Linked DNA regions of Gossypium hirsutum: region 1 is linked to region 2. Evidence: chromatin contacts called from public Hi-C data. All regions are on one chromosome and are shown on one strand. The core of a region is the stretch at or near the end of the contact, and the rest is flanking DNA. Distances in the headings are between cores, read along the strand shown. Region 1 holds the start of LOC107894501. Region 2 holds the start of LOC107893626 (acyl-CoA-binding domain-containing protein 4).

The links. A called contact is a pair of places that touch in the nucleus more often than the background predicts.
Region 1: a contact with region 2 is called in a Hi-C map of leaf, with 1.8 times the contacts expected there. The contact joins the promoter of LOC107894501 here to the promoter of LOC107893626 in region 2. A contact is called at or near these places in 2 of 34 Hi-C or Micro-C datasets (both in leaf).

The regions. Positions count from the first base shown.
Region 1 is chrA13:77,126,624-77,132,633 of Gossypium_hirsutum_v2.1, reverse strand. LOC107894501 reads right to left here and starts at 3,215. Exons shown (of 5, transcript XM_016819770.1): 1 at 2,932-3,215; 2 at 2,318-2,507; 3 at 2,039-2,227; 4 at 1,703-1,939; 5 at 1,087-1,560. The coding sequence starts at 3,215. The coding sequence ends at 1,087. LOC121212416 (a long non-coding RNA gene) reads left to right here and starts at 3,845. Exons shown (of 2, transcript XR_005907541.1): 1 at 3,845-4,962; 2 at 5,099-5,791.
Region 2 is chrA13:76,864,851-76,871,018 of Gossypium_hirsutum_v2.1, reverse strand. It overlaps LOC107893626 (acyl-CoA-binding domain-containing protein 4), which reads left to right and starts at 4,791. Exons shown (of 18, transcript XM_016818665.2): 1 at 4,791-5,071; 2 at 5,368-5,438. The coding sequence starts at 4,907. It overlaps LOC107893628 (autophagy-related protein 18a), which reads left to right and starts at 1,135. Exons shown (of 4, transcript XM_016818667.2): 1 at 1,135-1,925; 2 at 2,579-2,786; 3 at 3,011-3,137; 4 at 3,206-3,486. The coding sequence starts at 1,203. The coding sequence ends at 3,317.

The DNA of each region.
Region 1 (6,010 bases), core at 1,966-4,465, 260 kb before region 2:
TTTTATACTATTTCCCCTAACTTTATTTAAAAGCCCAACTACTTGCCAGCCCTGATTCTTTTAATATCTAAACTATAATTTCATTTATTCCTAGGTTCGAACTCAAACCTTATCTAAGACCTACTAAAATTATCGCTTGGATAAGAATATTAAACACAATTTTTATCAAAATCAAAAACTAAGAAAATTTAGGATTTCGGGATTTTTGAGGCGTTACACTCCATGTGATGAGCTGGTTTTGAAACTAATAGATATTGCTTAGCCAAACTACATGAAACTTTGAGGATTTCTTCATAACTCCAAGAAAAGTCTTAAAAAATAAAGAAGTTGCGGTTCTTCCAGATGCGCCAAGCAATAATCCCAAAAAGGCATGGCCAATCTACACCATCTAAAGAAAAAAAGAAATTATTTGTGAGATTAACCATCAACCAATTATGGAGAGAACTAATGTAAAACTTGAATCGCCTTTCTTCTGGGATAATATTGTCCCAGATGATTCTAGCTGCAGAACAGTCGCGAAGTACATGAAGTAAATCCTCACAATCATGTTTGCAAAATCCACAACCACTGCTATTCCCAATACCTCTGCTTGTCCTTTCGGCATTCGTTAGAAGGCGATGCTTAAGCGCGAGCCATAAGAAATACTGAATTCGCTGAGGACCTCTAAACCTCCAAGGCATCTCCCAAATGCGTTCTTTAGGATTCAATGAACCAGCTCAGATCTTCTCATAGGCAGTTTTGATGGAAAATAATCCAGTCGAGGTAGCCCCCATGCTATTTTGTCAAGTCCCGAGGAAGGGTGCGGATGTGGAATTCCAACAATTTTATGAATGATTTCTTCTAGAACCCATAAACAAAAAAGATCTAAGTTCCACGATCCATCACCTGCAATCATGTTACTAAGTGTACAATCCATATTAAGGTTAGAAGAGCATGGGATATAAGATAATAAGGGACCACCATTTGGGATCCAAGGATATCGCCAACATTGGATATTCTTACCATCTCCAATGGACCAAGAAATGTTTTCATAGATAAGGGGCCATACCTTAGCAATGGATCTCCAAAGGAACGAACAACGCCCCCTCAATATATTCTGGGGTAATCCACTGGAATGTCATACTTAGTCCGAATAACCCGAACCCATAAAGCATTAGTATTAGAGACAATGTTAAAACCCATATTCATCATGAAAGAAGTATTATGATCTTCTAGGTGTCTCAGACCAAGGTCTCCATGAGCTTTCGGTTGACATACTGAATCCCAACTCACCAAGACTATTTTAGTGTTGCCATTAGTGGAACCCCAAACAAATTTCTGCACTATATTTTCGATCTCATCACACAACCCTGTAGGGATCATCATTGTCTGCATGAAGTAACTTGGGATCGACAGAAGGATAGATTGAGCTAAGGTCACCCTACCTACCAAGGAAAGTTGCCTAGCGTCCCAGCTAGACAGCTTGTTGCGCACCTTATCTACCACAAAATGTAAAGTATAATTTGTAACCCTCTCGTAGAATAGGGGAACACCTAAGTAAAGCCCCAAATTACTCACTTCCTGAAAACCAAAAAAGTTGTTGATATTTCGCCTTACGTTGCCATTGATGCCTTTGGAGAAAAAAAATATTTGTCTTCCTCTTATTAATCCTATGACCAGAGTAACTACAAAAATCATCAAGAATATTCTTAATGATCAGAACCTGATGTTCCTCAGCATGACCAAAGAGAATCAAATTATCCGCGAAGAAAATATGAGAAAGTGGTGGACCATTGCGAACCAGGCGAATGGGGGACCGATTGCCAACACCTATGGCAGCCTGAATACTATGACTCAGCCATTCCTTACACAAAATGAATAAATACGGTGATAAAGGACAACCTTGACGAACACCTCTGGTTGGTTGAAATTTCGTAGTTGGAACCCCGTTCCACAACACCTGCATAGTAGAACTGAAAATTACAAACATAATAACATTACGTAAAAAATTAGGAATACCTGTAGCTTGGAGCGACGAGTCAATGAAATCCCAGCGCACTCGACCATAGGCATTTTCCAGGTCTATTTTGATGGTCATCCACCTCCTATTTTTTTGTAAGCTTCTCATAGAGTGGATAACCTCTTGAGCAATTACAATATCATCAGTGATGTTTTGTCCTGCTAAGAAACCAGTCTGTTCAGGAGCAATAAGCTTGGGGAAAACCACTTTAAAACGGTTAGCAATAATCTTCATAATCAGTTTATAAAGAACAGAACACAAATTGATTGGCCGAAACTAGGCAAAGCCTTCCGGATTATGGGTCTTAGGAATAAGAACAATAAGCGAATTATTTAATTCTGAATCAATACTCTTACCAGCAAAAATACCTTTAACCCAACTAAAAACGGAGGTGTCAACATGATCCCACTGGCTTTGGTAGAAAAGGACGTGAAAACCATCACTTATTGGAGCTTTCAAAGGAGCCATGTCAAACGAAGCGGTTTTGATTTCCTCATCAAAAACTGGCCTATTAAGGAGGTTAAAATCTTCATCACGAAGAGGTGGGGAAAGCGTTCAAGGGTAAGCCTCTCACAGGACTGGGGTGTTCGCCATATAAAGCTTTAAAGAAATTGACCGCTTCAGTCTTTAGCTGCTCCTCATCCATGATCCATTCCCCCAAATCATTTTTTAAAGTGGTGATTTGATCCTGCTTCCTTCTTCTCAGAGTTCGAGTATGAAAAAATTTAGTGTTGCAATCCCTCAAGGTTAGCTAGACGCATCGAGCTTTCTGTCGCCAAAGAATCTCTTCATGATACAATACATTTTCCAAATCTTCTCTAACCTCTGACTCAACTTGACTAAGAAAAGCCGAGTTTCTTCTGCTGTGCTCGATCTTAATGTTGTGAAGTTTCTTTGTCAGAAACCTCTTTCAGGTAGGAATGTGACCATACACAACTTTGTTCCATCTTTTGACTTGATCAGTAAACTCAGAATGAACCGTCGACATGTTAGATGAAACCTTCCAATTCTCTTTAACAAAATCCGAGAACGCAGGATGTTCAACCCAACCTGCTAGAAATCTAAACGGACGCCCTTGAGAGGAATGAATAGCTGGCATCAAAGAAAACTCAAGGGGTCTATGGTCCGATTTAAGTCGTGGTAAATGGGTCACCAAAGAATTAGGAAAAAGAGTGAACCAAGCATTGTTGCAGATAGCCCTATCCAGACGCTCCATAATCCCCCATCACTGCCAAGTGAATTGCGGTCCACTAAAGCCTAAGTCTTGCAACAAGGCGGAGCCCAAAAGTTCACCCAAAAAAGGACATCTTTTTCCTAGAGTCCGGCCCCCTCTCTTTTCAAAAGGAGAAAGAATAGCATTAAAGTCACCAATCGCCATCCATGGAGACCCATCCACAGGAATAGTTCTCTGTAAAGTCTCTCACAAAAGTCTCCGTTTACTATAATTCGAGCTGGCATACACGAAAGTGACCAAAAGAGGCTGCCTAGAAGAGGTACCAGAAATTCTGACTAACACAAATTGCGAATGGTTTTTAAGAACCTCCACACAAATGGATTCTTTCCAACCAATCCAAATACCACTTGAAAAGCCCACTGCCTTGACACGATGTGAGTAATGAAACCCGAGCTTCATAATAATTGAATCAGCTTTTCCCTCACTGACCATTGTTTCGATAAGACTGATCAAATCAGGTTTATGTTCCTGATTGTATTCATGAAAAACCCAAGTAAACTTCGAACTAGCACAACCCTAATAATTCCAAGAAAAAATAGTAAAATTCATAAATAATAAATTAAAAGTAAGAGGACTAACCTTTCAAAGGCCAATGGAAGCTTTATCTCCTTTCTCGTTGGTACTAACCATGTCAGTAAGGGTCTCTACTTGCTCACCAATAAGTTTTGCCATGGAATTCATATCATCAATGAGTGAGACACGCGAATTTCTAGCAATTTTAAAACGTCTCCCCCGTCGTCGAATTGTCTTATTTAGCACTCTACCACTACGCCCACTTACTTTTTTATTATCAAGTCCATGTCCTTTTGAAGGAGCTGACAAGATACTAGAGTCAGTTGGTCTATTATTTAACTCAGTAACTACGGTCTTGTGATCTGAATTTCCTTTAAAAATAACGGCCGAATGTCTTTCGGGATCTAACACGTTAAAATATAAAATCACCTCTGACTCCATAGGTCATTCGAAAATGGGATTAAAGTGCAGGGAGAAGTTTTTATTTTTTGAAATCGGTGTGGGACCCGACTACACAATATGGTCTAAGTGTCTTGAATCATTTAAAATCAGCTTGCCTGTCAAAATGGGTTGTGACCCGTCCGTATTGGAGCTAATATTATTTTCTAAAATTAAATCCCCATGCGTCTGACCTTGTCCAGCTTTTCCTTGTTCAACTTCCAAATGGACTAACCCACTAGCTTTATCCTTAAGCCCAATAAATCAGTTATGGCCCACTATTTCCTTACCTTTATTTCCTTCAGCCCGATGCCCATAATTTCCCTCAGGCTTGTTTTCTTTTAATTTCTTGATAAAATCTCCTTGTTTAAAGGCAACCTCCTTCAACCCCAAAATTTTAGCCCCCGAATTATCAGCCCTTGATTTCCTAGCCCCCAAATCTGCCAATTGATTATTTTCAGTGAATAACGCCGTGAATCTTGATCCATCGGGATTTCCTTCCGTAACTTTTGTGTGATGATTTGGCTTTCTGGCTTGGTTGCGCCTAGATTTACGCTGGACTACCATCCACGGGCCAAAGGCCTCAGCCATCGTCACCGAATCTGCATCTTTGTCCACCGTCACAGGAGCGTCTTCCTTCTCCCCTTGCATGCTCCGTTCTGCCAAAAAAAAAGGACAAGAATTTTTTAAATGGCCATATTTACCACAATGAAAATATACCGTGGGAAAAGCTTCAAATTCCACTCTTTGGATTCACCCGTTGATCGAGACTTGTGAGGTAAGTGGCTTTTTCAAATCAACCGACACCGCCATTCTAGAAAATTGGCCTCTTGCACCACTATCCGTCTTGAAGTCTAGCTTCATCACTTTTCCACCAAGCTCCCTATCTCCTCTAATATCATTTTCTTATACAGGAAACCCAGCAATCCTGAAAAACGGATCCAGGTGGTAACCACGCTAGGAAAAGGTTTCAGTGGATCAAACTCGATTGTCCATGGCTGAACGGTTAGATAGTGTCCAAACACTATCCAAGGGCCTTGAGTCAGAGCCAGATCATAGTCAACTCTGCTTTAGAATCTGACAAGGTAATATCCGTTCTCGATGTCCATCAGTCGAAAAGGTTGGGAGGGTTTCCAAAGGCTAGAAATACAATTGTGTAACACCCCGTAACCTATGTTCCTTCCCAACAACTTGACCACGACGGTAGTCTCCATATCCCTAATCAAAATATTCTTTAAGCGCTCCGAGAAGTTAATGGCAGGGATTCCATTAATAGAGGATCGAAGAATGTCACTATCTTCAATTATGAGGTCTCCATCAGAGGCACCATCACCAGATTCAAAACCATTCCTTCCCAGAAGCATCTCTTTCCAAGAAACTTCTTTCACTGGAGTCGTGTCGACCACCATGTTATCCATTGAATCCTCTCCCACCACTTTAAATCTGACTTTTTTGGTGTTGCGTTCCTCCTCAGTGAAAGTACCGATATCAGTCCGACCGTCGGATGGAACGTTGAAAACGGATGCCTCTTTCATGGAAACCCTTAGTCTTATATTTTATGCTAATTTGATTTTTGAATAATTTAATCCTTCGGTTTCATTCCTAAACTTTTTTCTGTTATTATTTTAATATTTTTAGTGTATTTGATGTATTATATTTTTTAAATTTACTTTTATACAAAAAAAAATTAATATAGGCGGGCTGAGTTTGAGTTTAGTATTTTTTATCTAAGCTGAGTTTGAGCAAAATTTTAAGACTATTTTCAACTCGGAAAATGAGCTTAAAATTTTGCATTAACTCAACCCGACCCATGATTAGGTCTAACA
Region 2 (6,168 bases), core at 3,542-6,041:
AATTACTTCTTTTTTGGATATTTGAATAAAGTTGAATCTTAAAATCACCATTATTGAAAGATATTTACTTAAATACCAATTTACCTATTTACCTGAACAAAATTGATTCATACCATAAAATATTCAGGATACTTGTGATTATATATAAAAAAAATTATTAAAAAAATTGATATATTATCATTTAACAATCTATGTTACCTCTTTAAAAAACCAATATATGTCACCCATTTAATGGCAAATTTATAATACCATCCTAGTTTTAACCATTTCTATGAATTAGAATAAAAATTTGTTTTTAATGCATCAACCTCTGGTAGACTTGACAAAAATAATATTTCTAGTGGTTAAATAATTAATATTAAAAAAAGTATAGCTATTTAAAAAAAAAGAATTTTTAATTAAAAATATAGAAAGTTTAAACATTCTTTATTACATCATATTTTTTATTCTATTTTATAAATTGGTATGTTGTAATTTTTTAACTAAAGTGATTTCATGATATCAAACCAAAATGTATTAAAATGTAAATTGAATATTAAAATTTACCACTATAATTTATTTTTGTTTATTGTTTATCGTTATACTTTGACAATATAACTTGCCACACACGTTTTATGTGACTGAATTTTCTAACTAAACATTCAACTTTATTTAATTTTCACTAATTTTGATTTTTATTACCATTAATTTTGATTTTGATGATTTAAAAAACAAAGTTTAACAAAAAAATATTTTAATAATGTACTTAGAATTTTTATTTAATAAAAGGAATACTTTAAAACAAAAAAAAACCAAAAATTAAGTTTACTTTTTATTAACAACTATTATTATTATTAATTATTTTAAGTACTGAAAATATTACAATATAAAAAATTGCCTTCAAATTATTTTAAAAAGTAAAATGGGACAATAAAATTCAATAATTCAACCAAGAAAAGTAGAAGAGAGAAAGTAAGATAAAGTTGAAATATAAAAATATTATAATCATGAAAAAAATTTACAACCGAAACTTCATTGTGATGGATATCGACACTAATATTTAATTTTCATTCAAATGCATAAATATTTTCTAAATTTTACGAAAATCCTATCTAACATATTATAATATAGAGAAAAGGATATAATCAACATATAAAATACTTGAGAATTTAGAAGCCTAAGTAAGTTGTCTTCTTAGTCCATCTCATTTCTATCCCCAAATTATGTCATCCTCCGACGATACCCTTCCGCACCCACAGGCGGAGTGCTCATCCCCGCCCCCAAACCAAACCCAAATCCAACTCCCCCTACTCATCCATCAGCTCTCCTTCAACCAAGACAACACCTGCTTTTCCGCTGTCACCGATCGTGGTTTCTTTGTATTCAACACCGAACCTTACCGTCCTCTTATCTGCCGTGACTTTGAGTCTGGTCTCTCCCTTCTCTCTATGCTTTTTCGCTTCGAAGTCTTTGTCCTTGTGGGCTCCTCCTACTCTCCCTCTCCTTCTGCGGCGGCCACCAACACCAAAGCTCTCCTTTGGGACGACCATGCTTCACGTTGCATCGGTGAGCTCTCATTTCGTTCCCCAATTCGCTCTATCCGTCTCCGCCGTGATACCATCGTGGTCATTCTCTTGCACAAAATCTACCTTTACAACTTTTCGGATTTAAAACTCTTACACCAGCTGGAAACGACTTCAAATCCGAAAGGTTTGTGCGAGGTTTCACAGATTTCCGGACCTATGCTGTTGGTATGTCCAGGCTTGCAAAAGGGAAGCGTCAGAGTAGAGAATTATGGGAGTAAAAAATGTAAATTCATAAATGCTCATAGTTCCAATATCACGTGTTTGGCTTTGACTCACGATGGCAGAGTCTTGGCTACTGCTAGTAGTAAAGGAACTCTAATCAGATGTTTTAATACTTTGGATGGGACCTTGATTCAGGAGGTAAATTAATATTGTTGATCTTTAACTTACTTGATCTTTATACCATGATTAGTCAAGTTTAAAGTACAGGTGAAATGTGATGTTATTAGTAGAATATGTGAAATTTAATGTTATTTAACTCTGTAAAAAAGCGCCGCTTAAACTCTAGTACATGTAGCATATAGTTTTGATTGTCGGAGATTGGTATCATTTTAGAGATTAAAGGGCTCGCAGAGGTCAGTTATTGCTTTTATAACAGAGTGAGCGTAGAGGTTAAAGGAAGTTCTTGGTTTTATAAGAGAGAGTTTTGGAAATATTGCTTGAATTTTGAGTGTAATTTGTATGGAATGGGTCCTTTTTTATAGGGTTGAGAGTAACTTGTATGGAATGTGTCAGAGTTTTGAAAATATTGCTTGAATACGGCTTATTTTTGAGAGTAACTTGTACGGAATGGGTCTGGATACAGGGTGAAAGGGGATCCGTGATTGATTGTAGGGATAGTATGTTCTGTTTTGGATCTCGTAAATTTGGCTAGACTATGCATTTGGAGTGGATGCCTTGTCATTCTGATGACTTTGGTTTCTTGGTGGCAACTAGTAATGATATTTTTGTTTTGAGCTGTTGGCTAGTATACTTTTTGCAATCTATTCATTTAAGTAAAAACCTTGGTGCAGGTAAGGAGGGGGGCAGATCGAGCGGAGATATACTGCCTTGCTTTCTCTCCTACTGTGCAGTGGCTTGCGGTCTCGAGTGACAAAGGAACTGTTCATGTCTTTAGCCTCAAGGCTGATTCAGTAGTTTTGGGGGATGATAGGTCAACTAGTGCATTGGAATCACCTCTTTCTAATCAATCAGCTTTATCATCCCTTTCTATTTTGAAAGGTACAAGCCCTCGGATTTCCTACTTCTCCTTATTGTTGTAAAAGTTGTTTGTTCTATGAAACACTAAACCAGAGATTGATCTGATTTTGAGCTTTTGCTTTGTTTTTGGGTTTGGTTAAGTATATATCTACACCGAAACAAAGGGACTATTGACTAACTTTATGTGACTGCCAATTGCTGTCTTTTATCTGTCAAGCTCATTTGATATTTTGAAATTTTTGTAGGTGTTTTGCCAAAATATTTCAGCTCAGAGTGGTCGGTGGCTCAATTCCGGCTGCCTGAAGGTCCCCGGTGCATTGTTGCTTTTGGACAACAAAAGAACACTATCATGATTATTGGCATGGATGGAAGGTAACTGAAAATATCTGAGTTCATATGAGTGTCCAATACTTGTTTAATTCCTTGTGTTGTTAATGCAGCTTCCGTCGGTGCCAGTTTGACCCGGTGAACGGTGGACAGATGACTCAAATGGAAGAACACAATTTCTTAAAGCAAGAAGAACATTTTCCAAGTTGGAATGAAGATTCATAGTCAAACATGACGAGTTTAATCTGTAAATAACAGATATAAGGTGGGGGTGTGTATATATATACATACATATGTTAATGTAAATGGGAGATATATAGCTTTTAGATCTGAGGCTTTTTAACTGCACTTTCCATAAGGTTAAGAAATAAGTATTTGTTTGCTTCTTTTTTTATTTTTTTATGCTCTTACTAACATATTGAACATTGTCCTAAACTGTTCATATTTTCCATGCTACTTTTTATCTTAACTCTGATGAAATGAATAAGTGATGAGTGAATTAAATGATTATATTGAAAAGAATAGCAAAATTAGAAAAGATTGAATTTGTTGAAAACATTGAACAATTGAAATTTGATTTTGGTAGGCAATATTTAGGAGCTTGCCGCAACCACTTCAAATGATTATATTGATGTTAGTTTTAGTTTTGGTAATGAATCTTTGTCCAAAGCAAACAGAATCAAAATTTGCATTGATTTTTTTTTAATTTTCATCTCAACCCAAATAAGCCGATTTACATTCTCAATCATATCAGGAATCACCAATCCACCTTAAGGTCCACCAGCTGCTGCTATTCCGAATCCTACCCCTGCTCCACCAATGGTATTGTCGTTAGGACTGTATCCATGGCTCGGACCATGGGGGGTCTGTTGGTAACCATATTGCGGATATGATCCCCCAGGCGGTGGAGGATAAGGATAAGCATGTGGCGGTGGATCTAATCGCTTAGGGTTTTGAGTTGAAAGCTAAAGAAAACAATGAAAGAAGAGAATGAAGTTTTAAGACAAGGGTTGAGAATCTAAATAACTAATTTTTCGTAATAATTCCGTCTAAAAATTCTGCTTGCGCAATATTCACTAAAGCGATCATAATTTGAACTTCTCAACTCGAGATTGAGTGATTTAAAATAAATTTTGAAATTAAGATTTAGATTTTTAAACCCTATAAAAACATATAAATCTAAAAATGCTTGGATCTTTTTCAAAAGGTCATCGTAAGTCAACTATTTTTCTAACTTTAAAAATTAACAGCTTCGATTAATAAAATTTAATAAATTTCATACATCCGTGCATAATTTTATTTATAGTTGAGCTTCCTATAATCTAATAATACAATTTAAAATACATCAGCAACTGAGATAAAAGATAATCTAGAACTTGAGATTCTAAAGGATGTATGAGATATTTTAAAATTATAAATATTTATACTGATAAAATACAAATTACAGAAATATTTATATATTCACTTGACACTTTAATATAGGTTGGTAGATGGAATAATGGATGATGATGAAAATGTGGTTTTGAAGCGGGCTCCTTTGCGCGCGATACAACAAAAGCTCACCCTCGACACAACTAAAACCACTACAAATGTCTGAAATTACCAAAATTTTCAAACTGTTATTAAAGTATGTATTTATTAAAAGGTAAAAATAATAAATAATAAATAATAAATAAAGCGCCAACAGCCAAACATAATTTTATATGGTTTCTTTTTTTACATCTAGTAACAAAGAAAAACATTAATTCTGGAGTTTTAAACTTGGCATAAATGTTATTCGTATTTAAATCTCAGATCAAAGAAAAAGGGAAAAAATGGCGACTATGGCGAGGGCAAACTCTGGCCCAGCATACCCGGAACGATTCTATGCGGCCGCTTCCTACGCTGGCTTCGATGGATCTCCCAATTCCAACACCAAAGACATTGCCTCCAGGTTCTCTAACGACGTCGCTTTGATCCTCTACGCCTTATACCAGCAGGTCATTTCTCTCTCTCTCTCTCTCTCTCTCTGGATCCTCCCAGCCTTCTCATTGCTAAATCGATTTGCTTTTCTCTAAGGACTCCATCTAGATTGCTTTTGTAAATGATTTCACTTTTGGAGTATTTCAAGTCCAATTTTCAGAGATCTAGTTTCTCACTCGAATTGAAGACAATCCGGATGTTGATCTCTTGAATTATCGAATGAGTGTGTTTATTTATTGTTTGAGATGGGATGCTCATTTTTTTTTAACATTACTGATTTTGTGCATTATCATGTTAATTATGTTATTTACAGGCTACTGTAGGTCCTTGTAATGTTCCAAAGCCTAGTTCATGGAGTCCCGTCGAACATAGCAAATGGAAAAGGTCTGCGAGCTCATTTGCTTCTGGGTGTAGTTTTATTTATTTGTTTTTGGTGCCTGTTGTTGGGGTTAATTAGGGCTGTAAAATGATAGAGTTCAATGAACAGTTCAGTTTCTATTTGTTTATCAAGCTAAATAAATGAACATAAACAATATCTTGAGGCTTGTTTTTTAATAGAACCAAACACAAATAAAGCTTGTTCATCTCTTTTATGTTCATGAACAAGCTTATTCCTGTTCGTTTAAAGCCTGTTTAATAAATCATGTGTACCTCGTTTAAAAATAGTTTATTGTTTGATTATATAGTTAATAATAATATTATTGTTTGTATAAATTTTTTTATTGATTCATTATTGGTATTTATATTTGATTATTTTATATCTAAAAAATAAGATATATGTTTATTTATTGTTTGTTTGTTGTTTGTTTGTTCATTATTCAGTAACTTTGTTTGTGAACATGCTCAAGTATATGTTCATGAACATGTTCATTTAATGTTCGCAAACATGATTGTTTAATGTTCACAAACAAGTTCATTTAACTTAAACGAATGAACACACATAATTTAAACAAACAAACAAACAACATGAACACGATTCAGAAATTATTAATGAACATAAACTGAACTGAACAAGGTTAAAAATAAACAAAAAACTTGAATAGAGTTCTTTCTGTTCATGCTTGGTTCATTTACAGCCCTAGGTTTAAATTCGTATATATATATTTGTTTACAT